Regions from separate parts of the Mus musculus genome. Here regions 2, 3, 4, 5 and 6 are each linked to region 1. Evidence: chromatin contacts called from public ChIA-PET, Hi-C and HiChIP or PLAC-seq data. All regions are on one chromosome and are shown on one strand. The core of a region is the stretch at or near the end of the contact, and the rest is flanking DNA. Distances in the headings are between cores, read along the strand shown. Region 1 has its middle 12 kb from the start of Gm52717. Region 2 has its middle 29 kb from the start of Bach2. Region 3 has its middle 54 kb from the start of Bach2. Region 4 holds the start of Map3k7 (mitogen-activated protein kinase kinase kinase 7). Region 5 has its middle 73 kb from the start of Bach2. Region 6 has its middle 61 kb from the start of n-TGccc3.

Region 1 (2,700 bases), core at 13-2,512:
AGGAGTGGAGGGGAGTGAGAGAGACGAGGAGAGAAGAGAGGGCAAGGGAGAGGACCAGGAGCCAAGACGATGACCGGATGGAGAGAGCACGTAACCATAATGGCAGAGTTTTATAGAAAAAGACATGCTAGAGGAAGGGGGACTTTAAGGTCGGGGGCTGGAGAGGAAGCCAGGACTCTGTAACAGCTACTCTGTAATGGAGAGCCTGGCAGCCAGTGTCAGCTTTGATATGTTGATAACCACCTCAGCTAGCCATTGGTCCTGGGTTTCTTTGAGACTTAACATGTTATTTATTTATTTATTTATTTATTTATTTATTTACTTATTCATTCATTCATATGGTGAAGAAAAATTGTATATTTAGAATTAGCCATCTGGTCTCAGTTTAGATGACCCCAGTCTTCCTGACAACATCCAGAGCATCATAATTGGGAGCCAAGCGGACCTACTACGTACACCTTCTTCTGTCCATCAGGCCTTACGGGGTATTGACTTTGGCCACATCAATGTCATAGAGTTTCTTCACGGCCTGTTTGGTCTGGTGCTTGTTGACCTTGACATCCACAGTGAACAAGAGCATGTCGTTGTCCTCTATCTTCTCGAGAGGCTAACCCGGTGGTTAGAGGGAATTTGATGACGGCATGGTTCTCAAGCTTGTGTCTCCTGGGTTCATTCCTTTGAGGGTATTTACGCTGCCTCCAGAGCTGCAGAGTCTTGGTCTGCCAAGAGGTGGGTGATATGCGGATCTTCTTTTTGCGGCTGTGACTGCCTTCTTAGGCAAATCAAGGCCTTTGCTTTGGCTTTGCAAGGGGCAAGAGCTTTCTTTTTTTTTTTTTAACCACCTTTGCCACCATCTTGGAGAAAAGCCCTGACACTTTTTAAAAGAGTGGTTGTCTAATGTTTGTGCAGGGAGTTGTCTTATTTCTCCCCGTTTCCAGAGCCAGCACTCAGCTCAAAGCCCTGAAAAGATTTGTACATGCTCAGCGAATGTACGAATGGGCAAAAGACTTTTGATTTTAAAAGTCTGTCTTATGGGAATCATTTGAACAACAAGAGCCTCTATCTCATTTAACAGAGGACTCGGTTTTCAGAGCTGCTTCAGACACAGCATCTTAAGGGCGTGCTGTCTGATAGAGGAAAAGCCGGTCTACATGAACATGCTTTTTTTTTTAAATTTCACAGTGTCTGAGTCACCTCACACCTCAGTCTCATCTGATAATGGTCTTGTCAGATCTGCCCTTTGGCGGGGGATTCCCCTGGGCTATCACCTCTTGCTTGCCATGTGTTGCCAGGCACCAGAATATAAGCACAGGTGTACGGAGGAAGTAGGGGGCAGGGTGGGTCAAACAGTGGAACCTCTTGACAGTGGGTATTCGTTGGGATATCATACACATTTTACCTTGGATGGTTGTTTTTATGCCGACAAGAAAGTGAAGCCAGTCAGTAATAGAAGCGGTGGCTACCAAGGGAGATTCGTGTAGGAAGGAATTTGTTTTCCTGAGTGGTTACTGTTGAATACATTGCTTCAGTTCTATTCATCTTTTCATAGTGTAATCTCTCCCAGCAGCAAGATGTGACAAACAGCTCAGCTACACCGAAGCCTCCCTGTGAAAAGATTGTCTTGGGCGAAATAACAGCACATAGCTAGTGTTCTCCCTAGGAAGAGGGCAAAAGCTGTAAGGCCCAATTCATTTTGGAAATTGCTAAATAAAAGGCGAAGGGAATCAGCATTAGATACTGCCTATAACTGATCATAAGAGAGAAATCAAAAGCCTTGGCATCTTTGAGCAGACAGCCACTAACTGAGGTGTGCTTGGGAAGTCCCCTGCAGGAAGTTCACCAGCTACACAGTGCTTTCTCTAAGAAGCTGTGTGAGCCTTGTAGGTCTTGTGGTTTTCATGGGCTATGGTCTCTCTGCTAAGCCCTCCTCCCTCCTTTCTCTCCCATCTCCTCTTTTCCTCCCTCACTCTTTCTTTCCCTTAGTATAGGAACCCTTTCTTCAACTAACATCCTTTGAGAAAGGCAAAGGGATGTATACGAAGAATGGCCAGGAGAACGAGGTCAGAAGTCATCGTTACCAACCGCTTCTGTGGAATGTCTTGGGAATCCTGGAGCTCTAGTCGAAGACCTCTCTATCAAGAGTTTGTGATCTGCAGACTCTGAGAGAGTTCCATTTCTTGCTTTACCAGCCAAAAAGGAGCCGTTTCCGGCAAGGAAGACCAAGATTTGAGTTTCCAAGCGCCTGTGTGTTGCTATCACAAAGAACACAATCTTCCGTCTTCAGAGCTGCTCTTTGAGATTCTGCAGATATGACTCGCGATTCCCAACTGCAGAGCGAATCACCAGACCTTCAAGACCAGCTTCAATGGTTAGCACTCCTATAAGATACCCCACAACAGCAACAAGCTCTCAGATCAAAAGAGGGGAGAGATTTTTCTTTTCAGCTCACTTGATAGGTTTTGAGGCCCAGATTGGTTAGTGCCTTCTACCAGTAACACAAAATTCCAGCTAAGCAGCCTGCCACCTGAAAACCGTTGTGATTCCTTCAGTCCCTAGAAGCCAGGCAGCTTTCTCTGGGCTTATGGAACCATCTCCTAGAGACCCTACTCAGATATCCAAATATTACAGCTTCTGGAAAGCAGGCAGATGATGGCTTTTGTAGGTCAGTGGCTTGAACTCTCAATGGTAATGGGACAAAAA
Region 2 (2,700 bases), core at 99-2,598, 240 kb before region 1:
AGCCTGGCAACAACAAACTGGACTCAGGTCCTCCTTCCTGCCCTGCACTATGCCTGAGCACTTGAGGAGACGCTGTCTCTAAAGACGCAAGCACTTCGTAGCCTGCCTTTAAGCATCTGTCCTTGGTGGTGAGTACAGACCACCAGCATTTGGGGGTTTGAGAAGCCAGGCCATGCACACGCATCTCATTTTGCATGGGGTTTCTCACACTTTTGCAGTTGCTAAAGCTTTCCCAATAATTTTAATCTGTGTGATTATGTGATACTTGAAAATAACAACTAATTGATTTTTTTCCACCTCAAATTCCCTATCAATGATCACAGAGCTGAATACCCCCTTTATACAGCTAGTGGCCACCTGTGTTTCTCTGTGAACTGATTTTTTTTTTGTTCTTTTTGCTTGTCGCCTGTCTAATGTTAATAGCTATAGGAGAAGCTGTATTAACTCGAGATTTAGAAATTCAGTTTAATCACAATGAAAAGACACGAAGATGGGGTGGGGGAGGGGAAGCAAGGAAAATTAAATGTTCCCCCCAAAAAAGGAGGATAATCAAAAGATTAGTTTGTGTGTTTATTTATAGACACTGGGTACAGCAATCCAGTGATTAGGCAAATTAATGCAGCTGTGTGGGATCGCGGCGCTGGGATCAGCCCCCACGTCCTTTTCAGATGATGCCACCTGTCATTTAAGTATTTTGCATTTGCCTTTTATGTTCCATACATTTCATGATGATTCTTACTTGAAAACACTCTCAGTTAACTCGTTGAGGGCTCTAACACGTTTCCACCTCTTTCTCTCTTCTACAGTCAGGAATGGAGTGAACCGAGCACAGCCCAGACTGAGAGGAGGATGGGACGTTTGCCTCAGAAGACCACTCCTCTCCACATGCCCATCTCTTAGGAAAGAGGAAAGGTCTACTCTTCCACTGCGTAGCAAACTGGATCCCTGCCAACATCGTTTGACAAAGTAAGAGCAAGATGTCGTGTGCTGGCTTGAGAGCAGGAGCCTGTGCAGCCAGTCCCTGCCCCTGCCTCGGGATGCACTCAGTCCTTACTGCCCTCAGAGAGCCCAATCCTGTCATGTCCCAGAGTCACAAGATCATATCTGGCACATATGACCCATGTCACCAGTGAGTGTTTGGGGTCTTCCCTGAGGGCTCCTGGAAATAAATGATGCTGAAGAAGACCCAATCCATTTACCCCCTGTGTCCCCTCGGGACCTATAGGTCTCCCCTGTTTCTGGAGTATGATGTGTGCCCAGTGAAAGCACTGTACCAGGTGAGGAGGCAGTCTCTAGCCTCTGCTGTGTGGTCTGTGAGCTACAAACAGGTTTAACATGTCTATAATGCACGTCAGGCAACTGAGGAAATGTAAAGCATGAAGAAAGGGACTTTAGGAACAAAACAGGAGGGTGACTGTATCCAGCAGGTTTAACATAAACACAGGAAACCCACGCCTCTGCAGCTGGGCCGGCTAACACACCTACCGTAGCTTCTAGACGGAGGATGGTATATTTAAGTTTTTTGTTTTTCTTTTTTGTAGATGTGAAAGGAACGGACAGCTCTGTACAGATCTCAAAATGAGGGTCAGAGTCACGGATGCTCATCACTGGCGTGTCGTAGAATGCTTTGGGAGCTGCTATGTGTCACAGAGCATGCTGGAGAGAAAGTGCTGGTCTGGTTTGGCTAGTCACCCCAATATCTAGATGGCAGACAGAGTAGAGAGAAAATGGAGATCCCTAAACAAACAGAAACACAGAGCTACCTATAGGTACACACAGAGCTCCATCAGGTGTTAAGTCAAGAGAGAGACTGTTTTAACTGTGTGGATGAAGCTCAGCAGAATACGCAAGGCTACTGCCACAAAATGTAAAAAACCCATAGGCTCTCTTTCAAATCAGTATTGGACACAGTATGTGTCTTTGTATCTTGCTCCATGTGGTGGCTCTCTAATCAATTAGGGACAAAAAAAAAAAAAACACCTCAAGGTGGCCCACAAGTTCTAGAGCCAATTCTCAAACAGCAAGAAGTGTCCAAATGCCCAGAGGCACAGGCCGACTCAGCTGCACACATTCCAAATCCTCCCATTTCTTGTGGTCAATAGAAGAAAGGAAACCGCCGAAAGATAAGCAACAGGAGTGGCGGTGACTTTCTGTTCCTTGTATTTCAGCCAGCTTCCTGTGTGTGTGTGTGTGTGTGTGTGTGTGTGTGTGTGTGTGTGTATGCGCCCGCTGCTCTGCCTCACTCCCCCCTCACGGGGGTGGGGGTGGGGGACAGCAAGCTGTTGACAACTCCTACTGTACAGAGTTGTTCATGCTGCAAAAGTGTTTACTGCTCACAAGTGACTCTCAAAATTAATTCACAGCAGCAACACCAGAGGAAAGCTTTGACAGACCGTCTTATGTGTTGACACAGTTATAAGTTGTTGGATTAAAAAAAGCAACACACTTTCCCTCTTTTCCAGCCCAGACCCACCCAAATTGCTCCAAATAGAGAGCAGGAACCATGTCTGATTTGCAAATACCATCCTGTAAGTGGCTGCTTCTGGCTCTGGGGTTTGTGGCTTCGGGCATCAGAAGGATGTGGCCCTCACTTCTGAGGTGGAAAAGACTAAAGTTTGTTCACCTCAGCCTCCTTCGGAGGTCAGGGAAGCCATTTTCCCTTCAACAGCTCTTCTCCCCTGGGCAAGCCTCAGGCAGCAG
Region 3 (2,700 bases), core at 131-2,630, 210 kb before region 1:
TGGTCAGGTTCTAACACAGCACCATCCGTTTGCTTCTTGCTTATCTTTTTTCCTCCCTGGCTGCGTATAAGCTTCATGAGTTAGAACTTTTGTCTGTTCATTCTCAGACATATTTGATCTATAGATTCATGTGCTTCTTATACAATATTGTGCACAAGTGCTGGCTAACAAAATAAGTGCAAGAGGTGGATGAGATTTTAGTGCTGTGTAAAGTCCTTTACCCAGACTATAACGCAGTTCCCTGAATAGAAAGGACCACAGTATTTTTTTTTCTTGACAATTTAGAAGTCAGGGAAGGAAACAGTTCTATTAAAAGTATTAAGGTACAGAGGAATACATTCAGGTACATGTAGGGCCAAGCAAATAACCATTCTCTGTATTTTGGGAGGTGCGGGGGACCAAGGAGGGCTCTGGGTAGCATGAAAGGGTAGTTGTTTGGTGTCTTTGAACACTAACACTCTTGTCTGGCACTTCCTGAGTGTACAAATCACTTTTGCTGCATCTGTGCTATGTCCTTCTAACCTTTTAAGGTATCAAGGATTGAATCCTGATCTCAGAGAGAACCTGTTAATGGTGTAAGATGGTGGTGAGCCAAAAGCACTATTCCTATTTTGGTTTAAGAACACTAGTTTTTACATTACAAATTCAGTGTGTGTTCCCCGTGGCACTGGCAAACTCTCACAGATGGGTTACCTACCTGCTTGCCTCCGCGGTTTATCACCAAGGGACCATTTTACAAAAGCAGGTGGCTGTCTCTCCCTGTTATTACCCAAGGGCTGGGAAATCAGCTAAGCAGAGAGAGAAGAGTAGTGTCTTTGTGTTTCAAGTAGCATTTATGAAAAGTCCTGCATTTCACAGGTTATGTTGTGTTACACTGAGGTGTGTTTGTGTGTGGTGGGTGGGCCTACTGGAGCCAGTAGAGCACCGAAGTCCTTCACACAGAAAATGTTCAGAAACAAATAAAGTCTCCTGTACTGTGGCTGTTCCACACTAATGGGGGGAGGAGAGAAAGGCACCAATAAACATCCCACCTGAACCCTAGAAAAGCAGGTGGGGCATGAAGGGGCGGGCTGTGAGCAGCTCATCTCCTCACACGGAAAGGTGGCACAACATCTTCTCATCCCGAGGAGGAGAGCAGGGATGGCGGCTGGGGAGATGAAGAGCTCTGGGGAATTATCGAGCAGAGGGGGTGAATCAGAGCCACATCTGGCAACACCTACAGACCTGTCAGAGCTGCCTGCGCTTGTCACCAGCTCAGAGGCTCGCAAACAGGAAACTGCCGGCATGACTTCATCTGACTCTCAAACTCCTAACAGAGGAACTTGCCCCCAAGAAGTTACGAACTAAGTGCAGAGCCAAAGGGTGAGAGGTGGGGGGTCGGAGTTCAAGTTCAGGTTACAGGGCATCGAGTGAAGGCAGCAACTCTCAAAAGCAATCTGGGTTCAGTGCTGAGTATTATCGTCACCAAGGCCCGACTTCACAGGAAGGAAGCGAAAACTCAATTACACAGGGACACGAGGAATCTGTAAACCGGCCAAGGGAGATAAAGTTACTCACTCATTTGTCAGTCACTTGTGACATTCTGTGTCAGAGACTGATCTCATGAGAGAAAACTGTAAACCTAACGTGACCAAGACGGAGGCTTTATTTCCCTGAGTGGAAGTGCCAGGGGGCAGAACAGCCCCATGACTGGCTTATTCAGCAGCTCGACAGCACTGGCAAAGCCTGGTTTTACATCTGGTTCTCTGCAAATTCACCTGCAGGGATCAATGGCCAGAGTGAGGTACCCTAGGGCAGAGACACTTGGAGGACATGCCTCTACCTAGAAAGCATTACCATAGTAAGAAAGGATCGCCGGCCATCCTGTGGCCCCAGCCGTATCTGGAGAAGACCACTTGACAGCTATGCATTGAGCAGTTCCTACACGGCGGCTCCTGTACTGGTCACTGGAAAAACAGACAAGGATCTGCTGGTCTACAGAACACAGAGATTAACTGTGGGATGGATGGTAAAGACTGATCTGAATAATTGAAACGCCACTGTAACAAGCACCGGACTGCAGAGGTGAGGTCACAAAAGCAAACAGGGGACTTAAGCTAGATGAGGTGTCTTAGGGTTTTACTGCTGTGAACAGACACCATGGCCGAGAAAACTCTTATAAGGACAACATTTAACTGGGGCTGGCTTACAGGCTCAGAGGTTCAGTCCATTATCATCAAGGCAGGAACATGGCAGCATCCAGGCAGGCATGGTGCAGGAGGAGCTGAGAGTTCTATGTCTTCATCTGAAGGCAGCTAGCAGAATACTGGCTTCCAGGCAGCTAGGATGAGGGTCTTAAAGCCCACACACAGTGACACACCTACTCCAACAGGGCCACACCTTCTAATAGTACCACTCCCTGGGCTAAGCATAGACAAACCATCACATGAGGGGAGGGGAGGCCTTCTGAAGGGATCCTGTAGTTTCTGAGAAAGGGGCGAGGGCAGGAAGGGAATACATACTGGACAAGCTGGTGGGCCCATTCAATAGCTACTCTAATGGAGTAGAGACAAGAGTTGAACTTGGAGCAAGATGAAGCTAAGGAACTAATCAGGAGTCAAATCAAATTAGCAACACCTCACCACCTCTTCTTTCCTCTCTCTCTTGCTCCCCCCTCACTTCTTTTTATCCAGAACTGGGCGAATCCTGCTGGAAGTAATT
Region 4 (2,700 bases), core at 127-2,626, 190 kb after region 1:
GCAATCACTCCCATCTTACAGTTAAGGAAACGAACACACAGAAAGCAGTAGGAAACCAAGTCCCACAGTGCTCTGTCTATCTCTGAAGCGTCTTCCTCTGTCTCAAACCTTCCCCTATCCAGCACACTTTTTCTAAGATAATCATGCTCTCAATGAACACACTCATCTCTGGTTAGTTTTTGTGATACAAAGATATGACTTAGTAGTCCTCTAAGGTAAAGATGTATTTATTGATTGTTAATTTGCTTGCATCTTTTAACTCCTTACTATAATACTTTAAAAATGAAGAAAAGACAACTCAGTCTAGCTATAAAAAACCCACACATTAAGGCACAGAAAATGCACAGTGCTCTTAAAAAACGGTTAAACTCATAGAAACTGCGTGAACGCGTTTCTAACCAAAGCTTCAACGAGTTCTAAACGGCATTTTGAATATATGTACAGATTTTTTCCTCTTCAGTAAATATTAAGACTCTTAGAAGTCACTGGCCCCACTGTGAATCTGAAAATAGGCGATGAAGTGAAGACACTCTTCCACCTGAACATTGAATTTATTCGGTTTTTCTAACAGCGATTTCTGGTGTAGCGTAATATTCTGACTGTCACCATAATCACTACTTGCCTCTTCAGACTATGCTACTTGAAACATGTTTTCATAACAGACTTAACGTTACTAGAGATTGAAATTCATCTACAGAGCCCAATAGAAGGTAGAACTACCTACGGTATCAGAGAAAGAAGAATCCGGGACCAGGGGAAGCACCGTGAGACGTTCGACGTTCTCTTTACCAGCCTGTCCCAAGCATCCTTTCGTGTCACACACTGCGCTAGAAGTCACACAGACAGACAAGACAGACATACAGACAGACAGACAGACACACACACACACACTATCCTGGACTCTAACACCACTACCAGCGAGCTGAAATCCCGCGGCCACCAAACTTTGCTCAATCTATTTACGGATAATTGAACTGCCGACCACATAAGAATCAGGTAGAGAATCACAGATTCAGACTCAACCCCCGAAGCCCATGGGGAAGCCGCCTCCCGCCCGGGATCCCAGGCGGCGCGGGGCAGCAGGTCTCGGCCTCGCTCACCTCTTCCACCTCGATCTCCTTGTAGTCGATCTCTTCGAAGTTCAGGACCTGCGACGGCGCTTCGATCATCTCACTGGCAGAAGACGAGGAGGAGGACGAGGCGGCGGAGGCTGTCGACATGATCCCCCGCGGCGCCCGGGGGGCCGCGCCCGCCCTCCGGCTCGCGCAGCGCCCTTCAGCCCGGAGCCCCGCAGCCCCGCCGCCCGGCGCTCCGTGGCGCGGGACCGACCCGGGCCACCGCCGAGTCCCGGCTTCGGCTCCTCAGCGCTTTCCGTCGCCGGGCCCCGCCCACCACACTTCCAGTTCCGGTTTGAACTCGGAACTGGGAGGGAGGAGGCGCGCCTGCCGGACCCGAGCGGGGAATTTCCTGACCCGGGGAGCGAGTGAGGGAGAAGCCGGGGTAGGGGCGGAGTGGAGGAGGGCGAGCGCGGAGCCGTGGGCCCGAGGAACAGGTTTCGCGAGACTTTTGCGAAAGGGCCTCGGCGGCAGGAGGATACCGCGAGACTGGACGCCGTGACGTAGTAAATGTGCGCGATCGGAACTGGCGCGGAGCGAGCCCGAAGGCGGACCGGTTGGTCCTGCGGGATCCAGCGGGAAAGATGAACTCCGTCGCTTTCTGCCTGTTTCTTTTGAGCCGCGTCGTGCCTTCCCCTGCTCTGTGCTGGGCGGTCTGCGGTCAGGCAGCCTAGGGTTTGTCTTGTGCTCATTGGGCACCTCTTCATGTCGGGTTTTCAGCCGTGAGCCCGTTACTTTTTTAAGCGGAACCCCGAGCTGGCGAGGGGGTTCGGGAGCAGCGGTTAGCGCGCGCCATCGGGGGGAGCACCGTGACGCGTGAGCGCTCACTAATGGAAGTTAGCATCGTAGAGAGACACCAGTGGCGTTTTACACACTTCCTAAGGCAGTTCAGATGGCTTCGCTTTGTCACCTTCCCGAGGCTGTCGTCCACAACAGCCCCGAGGGTTTGGTTTGAGAATCCGTGGACACACCAAGACGACGGATTTTAAGAGGAGCCACTATGCCTCAGAGCTATAAGGAGAGTCACGCTTCATTGTCCTTAATGTTTATGTACAGCATTTTGGCGACCTTTGAGGACATTGTCTTTGAAGGACTAATGTCTCTGAAGGATTGTTGAGTTTAAGGGAGATCATAGGGTGGTTCCTGAAGACTACCCAACAAGATTAGGATTGCTACGGTAAAGCCCCATATTCCGGGGTTACTAGAGTTAAGATAACTTAATTGGAAACAAAGTTAATAGTCTAATGTCTAGGAAAGGACGAAGGGCACAGGCTTGAACCTTAGGCAAAGATCCACTGCTAGTTTAACCTAAGATACCTTTATAGGAAGGAATGTTGCCTTTGTGTCGGCAGTCTTCATAGCAAATGTTGGTTGTACTGAGATTATTTATTTATTTATTTTTAACCCGATGAGGAGTTTCAACTTCGAATAAGGGGCACCTTTCCCTATTTATGGTCTCATAGCTTTTCCTTTCCTGCCTTTAATGCTAGTGCTGTATGCTTACTAAATACTCAGCAGTAGCATGGCAATTCAAGTTTGAGTGTCACAAGTTAGGTCAGAGAACCCCAAGATGGAAGGTATTGCC
Region 5 (2,700 bases), core at 65-2,564, 190 kb before region 1:
TAGCCACAGACTCTCCATTAAATGGGTGTGGATGACATAGCTGCCCTGAGGTGGACTTGAGTTGTGCCATTGTATTGAGAGGAGAATTCTTTTCTTTGAGATTTAGAACTGAAAAACCCATAGACCAGCCACACAAACTAGAAATTTCTTCATTTACTTAAATGGTAGATGGGGGTTATTGGGTCATTTAAATGATCTATTTGATCATCGACTCCTGTGCCAATGTCCTCCTCGTCTCTAACAACCTTCATCTACTCTGGAACTTCAACTTCTCCTTGTACAAGATGTAATTGCATCTTCAGTTCTGACCAATGGCCTCACGGATGGCCTCCACCCATGTATACGATAGCTTTATAGCATCCTTTCTGCCTGGCCACAGTGTTCTGAGCGGATTGAAGCTCTACATTAGCCTGCTAACATTTCAGCATTGAAATATTTAATGGGTCTATGTGACTGCATATTTTATGCTTCCTCTCTCCTTGAAAATAAAGCTTTGCCTACCTAAAATTTATTTTTTATTCAAAAATCTGCGAACCTCAAGGCATTTCAGACTAACCTGCACTCCGCACATAAATCCACTGCTGTTGTTACATTTTTTTACACAGTTATCTTATGTACGTATATCTTCTTGCCCACATGGCAGACAACCTGAGTGCAGAGTGTCTTTGTGTCTGTGCCATGCGGCTCAGCTATCATTCATGAGCACCTCCTGCAGACCTCTGCGGTGCTTCCACACCACCGAGTGCGAGCTCCACAACTCAGGGAACGTCGTCATTCCTTTTTTACATAGACAAGAAAACAAGATTCAGAGGAGTCACACCAGCAGATGCGCAGCCAGGAAGTGCTGAGACTCTCACTAGGCTGGGGGCAATCCGACTATACCTCAGGGTAGCTGCTGATGCCTCTGGGGGCACACAAACCCAAACTGGAATTAGATCATCAGAGGCCCAGCCATCCACTAAAGATACAGAGTATGGTGATGCTGTACAGAGTACAGAGGAGGTAGCTCTCAGCTGTCCCAGGCTCCTTCTGCCCCCACTTTTCAGCACCATGAGGGTTCATATTTATCACTCTATGCTACACCCTGATTCTTTTGACCCTGTAAAGTCTTGTGAACCATAAATTTTGTAATCATTTTACTTATTTGCCTTAAGTCATCCCCTACTTTTCTGACAAACTGAAGGAAGGCAAAGGCCTTGGGGGTGGGGGTGGAGAGTGTCAGGAAACGACCACTTTGGTTTCTGGGTGCTCCTCTTCACCGCATGCTTGTGGGCCAGAATGGTAGTGGATGATGTCAATCAAAGTCGAACTGCTGTCACCACTCTTCACAGAAGGGAAGACGCACAACCTGTGTTTACATTATGTGCAGGGTGTGTCACCAACCCCAACCCCGCTCCCCCTTCTTCCTGGGGAAATTCAAAGCTAGCTGTGGCCTTGGTACAAACTCCAGGAGGAGCGAAGTGCCATCTGGCTTGAACCTTGAATCTCATGTGGCTCCTTACTAGCATCTAAAAGGACACGGTGGACATTCTCACAACCACAGCCAAACATCAGCCTGCGCTCAGCGCCGGGATACAAGCAGAAAGCTCAATTCTACAGCTGCTGCTGCTGCTGCTGCTACAAAAGGATAAGAAAGGGTTTGAAGGGAAGATGTGTTAGCTCACAGATGTTTCCTCAGCCCCATTGACCAGGATGGGTTTTAGCCACAGTGATTAAACACTGATGCGACTTGTCATCCCTTAGACCACTGGTTTCAAGTGGCCACTTCGTCCTACCTCCTAAACAGACAGCTAAGAAAACAATGCTGGGCTGGAGGAAGAGAAACTAAAACCCTTTTCACTGTTCCTCTCAAGCAAACCCTTGCAGGAGCCAAAGAATTCACTGTGGTTTAAACCCCTGTCAGTCAAGAACTGCCCAGAACTGGTGTGAGCGTTTGTCCTGCCTCACTATTGAAGGAGTCACCCTCTACTGACACTTTCTTTGGGTGTAAAATGCAGTGCATCCCAGTGGCATTCTGTCAGCGGCACAGATGAAAACATTTCTTCTTTAAAAGTCCGCATTGCCAGTCAGTTCCACTGGACTCTGGCACGTTCTGTATAAGAAACAAATTTTGCTGGGAGATGCACACCAGGCTAATTGGTTTAAATTATAACTCCTTAAGGGAGTCTCCATAGTAAACATACGGGTGAGGAAACCCAAGGGTAGAAGAATGACTCCAACTCAGATACAGGAGAAAAGCAACTGGACCTGGAACATGTGAAGTTCTTTGATGGAGCTAAAGCAGTAATGTGTACTCTTGCCTAGTCCTAGAACTCAGTCTCAGTCTCTGTCTCTGTCTCTGTCTCTGTCTCTGTCTCTCTCTCTCTCTCTCTCTCTCTCTCTCTCACACACACACACACACACACACACACACACAAAACTCTGCCATTGAAATGTGTATATAAATCTTAGTAAATATTTCAATATCAAACACACAAACAAACAGAACTACAATTTGAGTACCAGAAATGAAAGGAACACAGGCCTGCCACTTAGAAGAGGCTGGAACATATGTGTGTGTGTGTGTGTGTGTGTGTGTGTGTGTGTGTGTGTGTGTGATGATACTTAAAACCACAGATGTATTTCGACTATTGTGTGTATATGTGTGTGCTCAAGTGTGTGTATGTTTATGTGTTGATATTTAAAACAACAGATGCATTT
Region 6 (2,700 bases), core at 81-2,580, 140 kb before region 1:
AATCTCTATGCCAGTTTGCATGCTGTTTTTCCAAAATTTTAACAGATTTCCTTTTTCCTTTAAGACTTGAAAATCAGCCAGTCATGATGGCACAAACTTACAAGCCCAGCACTTGGGAGGCTAAGACAGGAGTTTGTGAGCCTGAGACAGCAATGGGCCTCTAGCAGGCTGGAGGTCAGCCTAGGCTGTATAGGAAGACCCTGTCTCTAAAACAAAAGGAAATAAAGACCAGTTTCCCTTTCTTCCTATCCTCAGAAAAGCTGCCAGAAAGTTCAGATCTAGTTTCTACCAAGTCCTTAAATGTCCTTTTGTTGTGTCTAATTCTTAGACACTTTTCTTCCTTTCTGCTGTCTGTTTAACAGGCAGCATCTCTGGACCCAAATGAAATCATTTTGCAGTGACTCATTCAGGCTACTATTCAGCTAAGCCTCAACTGCTTTTGCTGACTGCTGATCCAGTCTGTCTCACGTTGGTCCGAAGGATGGGAAACTATATGCTCATGAAGAACATTCGATTCAATTCACATAGCAATGTGAAAGTCTCATGTTCGTTCTGATCACCTGTTGAATTTATGAGGTGAGACCCGCACCAGAGTCCTTTCTGTGTCTCCCCAGCCTGTCCCAGAGAGCGCTGGTGGGTTTCCATCTGCATGTACTTACAGACACCACCTCTAGTAAAAATCCCCTAGGTCGACTGGCCTGAAAATATATATAGTTAGGTTTAAATTTGCGTATCTCAATGCCTATGTGACCATGGGCCAGTTTCAAGTATTAAATCTGAAATTTGGAATGACAAAGAGAACGCTTTGGAAGAGTTTGTGTGATTAATTAACGCTTGTACAGTCCTTACCAAATACCTGGTATTCCACAGGCAACACTCACTACACCAGCAGTTGTTGTAACCACTGTCAGCATAAACATAGTGGTTTAAAAACTATTTAAAAACAGTGGTGGTCAGTGTAGCTTATTGTCTTTAGAGTCCCCACTCCGTCCACAGGCTCACATGATGTCCCTTCAGTCCCTGGTGATGAGACAGTAGTACTGTAACGGCGTGTGCCAGGCACAGGACACAGCTCGCTTCACCCAGTATTCATGCTCTCAGAAACTGAGGGTTGAAGTTGTTTTTTTTTTAATTTTCCTTAAGCCCAGACATGCATTCTACGTGCGTTCCCTGGGCCTACAGTGAGAAGCGACAGGATGAGGAGAGTCCCACTCCTCGTCTCCTTATCTCCACCTTCATCAGCCACAGATGCCTGCACCAGGGTACTCTGGGCTGTGCAGATTGGGCAGCTGGTGATGTAGTTCAGTTTCCTGGAAATACAGGCAGCAATTTCCTGTGGCTTCCTCTGTTTTTGATGTAGAGATGAACACATGTAAAGACTAAACACATCAAGGGTCAGAGCTTCAGTCACTGATTCCAGGAATGCTGAAAAAACACTGTAATGTCTTCATAAACAGATCAAGAGCAAAGTCTAGGCTGTCTTCCATGCAGCACGCCCCCTGAGAGTCCATACAGTAAGACTGAGAGGTGACAGTGAGCACGAAGACATGCCATGTCTAGAGTCTGCTGCCTCAACTGATGAACACTGATGAAGAGACACTTCCTGGAAGGGCAGAGCTCTGCACGAAAACAGCTTGGAAAAGCTCTTGTCTGTTCACAGGACCTCAGTCAAGATTTCTCCAGAATCAGAGGCCAAGTCAAGAAAAAGGTTGCTTTTTGAAGTGGAAAGCAATAAAAATGTCAAATGAATGAAGCTGGCCATACAATAGTCTAACAGTTTTGGAAGAAAGATAGCAAGGTACAGTTGATCGCTCACTGAAGGTGTCACTGTAGGTGTTGAGGACAAGCAGCAATGAGGGAAGCCATCTTGGCCAACAGTCCCATATCCTAATGCTAATGAGGTGGCCGAAGTACCATGCACGCTTGCATAAAGCTCATGTCTTTCATGGTAGACTCCGAATGGCTTTGGAAGCCAGTCTGACTTTTACCACTTACCAGCTAAGCCACCCTGGGCCAATGATCTCACCTTTTCTAAACCTCCACTGCCTGCTGTGATCTCTGTTTGCTCATCTCTGCCTTGCTTCCTTTGTGAAATGCTGCTCCTGTCCATCAAAGGGGACAACCATGGCTATAGCCAGCTGCCTGGCCCAATATCAAATATAACAAAGCACTAAGTGGTCTGCACTTTTCAATAGAAAAAGTCTTGGTTAGTACAGCTGCTGATTTATAGAAGTTGCTGTGATTAAACAAGTCACACCAAGACGATGCATGAGGCTGTGGGGAAGGCTCAGTGGATGAAGTTTATCCCAGGGCTTGCACACACTAAAGGCAGAGCGACAGTGAACTGCTGCAATCCCAGTCCTGGTAGCACGGACATAGAGGGCCTATTCCTGGCCAGCTAGGCTAAGCAAATCACCAAGTTCTGATCGCTGAGTGGAAAAGGCTGTCTGTGTCTTGAAGGGACTGGGGCTAAATGTTAAAGCTGGAGACTATGTGGCCAGGAGCCTAGGCAAAGCTATTCTCCCTTACCCAGGAACATCAGGGAGAGTGTTTTTAAGGCCTGGGAGGAGTTTAAAGTACAAAAAAGTGTTTCAAAGTTAAATATTCATTTCCTACTACATGCTGCTAGGACCAAATGTATCTAACAGGCTCAGAGACATCCTGGTTCTCTGACTTCTCTGTAAGCCACACAAAATTCCC

What was found. A called contact is a pair of places that touch in the nucleus more often than the background predicts. ChIA-PET counts read pairs in DNA pulled down with a chosen protein or histone mark. HiChIP or PLAC-seq counts read pairs in DNA pulled down with a chosen protein or histone mark.
Region 2: a Hi-C map of CD8 T cells shows a contact between it and region 1, with 2.0 times the contacts expected there. The contact joins two enhancer-like sites. A contact is called at or near these places in 9 of 484 Hi-C or Micro-C datasets (CD8 T cells, the HL-1 cell line, bone marrow-derived macrophages and 6 more) and 2 of 115 datasets of contacts at active chromatin or transcription factors (CD8 T cells and regulatory T cell precursor).
Region 3: a contact with region 1 is called in an H3K27ac HiChIP or PLAC-seq map of regulatory T cell precursor, with 4 times the contacts expected there. The contact joins two enhancer-like sites. A contact is called at or near these places in 9 of 484 Hi-C or Micro-C datasets (CD4 T cells, CD8 T cells, the HL-1 cell line and 5 more) and 3 of 115 datasets of contacts at active chromatin or transcription factors (effector CD8 T cells, regulatory T cell precursor and thymic regulatory T cells).
Region 4: an RNA polymerase II ChIA-PET map of memory CD8 T cells shows a contact between it and region 1, with 39 read pairs. The contact joins the promoter of Map3k7 here to the enhancer-like site in region 1. A contact is called at or near these places in 1 of 484 Hi-C or Micro-C datasets (nephron progenitors) and 2 of 115 datasets of contacts at active chromatin or transcription factors (effector CD8 T cells and memory CD8 T cells).
Region 5: an RNA polymerase II ChIA-PET map of effector CD8 T cells shows a contact between it and region 1, with 21 read pairs. The contact joins two enhancer-like sites. A contact is called at or near these places in 11 of 484 Hi-C or Micro-C datasets (CD4 T cells, CD8 T cells, Th1 cells and 5 more) and 12 of 115 datasets of contacts at active chromatin or transcription factors (the 230-238 cell line, CD8 T cells, bone marrow-derived dendritic cells and 8 more).
Region 6: a contact with region 1 is called in an H3K27ac HiChIP or PLAC-seq map of regulatory T cells, with 4 times the contacts expected there. The contact joins two enhancer-like sites. A contact is called at or near these places in 1 of 15 datasets of contacts at CTCF or cohesin (large pre-B cells), 9 of 484 Hi-C or Micro-C datasets (CD4 T cells, CD8 T cells, the HL-1 cell line and 6 more) and 8 of 115 datasets of contacts at active chromatin or transcription factors (CD8 T cells, effector CD8 T cells, embryonic stem cells and 5 more).

The regions. Positions count from the first base shown.
Region 1 is chr4:32,147,908-32,150,607 of GRCm38.p6, reverse strand. No RefSeq gene overlaps it. Among named protein-coding and RNA genes, the nearest start is that of Gm52717, 12 kb to the left of the region's middle. Within about 2 kb of position 1,262, at least 37 of the 459 cell types and tissues checked have an H3K27ac peak or open chromatin away from gene starts, as enhancers often do. A contact at or near this core is called in CD8 T cells, Th1 cells, Th2 cells and 7 more, where this site is marked.
Region 2 is chr4:32,387,534-32,390,233 of GRCm38.p6, reverse strand. It overlaps a transcript of Bach2 not described here. Among named protein-coding and RNA genes, the nearest start is that of Bach2, 29 kb to the left of the region's middle. Within about 2 kb of position 1,348, at least 94 of the 459 cell types and tissues checked have an H3K27ac peak or open chromatin away from gene starts, as enhancers often do. A contact at or near this core is called in CD8 T cells and regulatory T cell precursor, where this site is marked.
Region 3 is chr4:32,362,416-32,365,115 of GRCm38.p6, reverse strand. It overlaps a transcript of Bach2 not described here. Among named protein-coding and RNA genes, the nearest start is that of Bach2, 54 kb to the left of the region's middle. Within about 2 kb of position 1,380, at least 68 of the 459 cell types and tissues checked have an H3K27ac peak or open chromatin away from gene starts, as enhancers often do. A contact at or near this core is called in CD8 T cells, effector CD8 T cells, regulatory T cells and 2 more, where this site is marked.
Region 4 is chr4:31,962,783-31,965,482 of GRCm38.p6, reverse strand. Map3k7 (mitogen-activated protein kinase kinase kinase 7) reads right to left here and starts at 1,376. Exons shown (of 16, transcript NM_172688.3): 1 at 1,101-1,376. The coding sequence starts at 1,220.
Region 5 is chr4:32,342,590-32,345,289 of GRCm38.p6, reverse strand. It overlaps a transcript of Bach2 not described here. Among named protein-coding and RNA genes, the nearest start is that of Bach2, 73 kb to the left of the region's middle. Within about 2 kb of position 1,314, at least 95 of the 459 cell types and tissues checked have an H3K27ac peak or open chromatin away from gene starts, as enhancers often do. A contact at or near this core is called in CD8 T cells, Th1 cells, effector CD8 T cells and 5 more, where this site is marked.
Region 6 is chr4:32,290,276-32,292,975 of GRCm38.p6, reverse strand. It overlaps a transcript of Bach2 not described here. Among named protein-coding and RNA genes, the nearest start is that of n-TGccc3, 61 kb to the right of the region's middle. Within about 2 kb of position 1,330, at least 52 of the 459 cell types and tissues checked have an H3K27ac peak or open chromatin away from gene starts, as enhancers often do. A contact at or near this core is called in CD8 T cells, Th2 cells, effector CD8 T cells and 4 more, where this site is marked.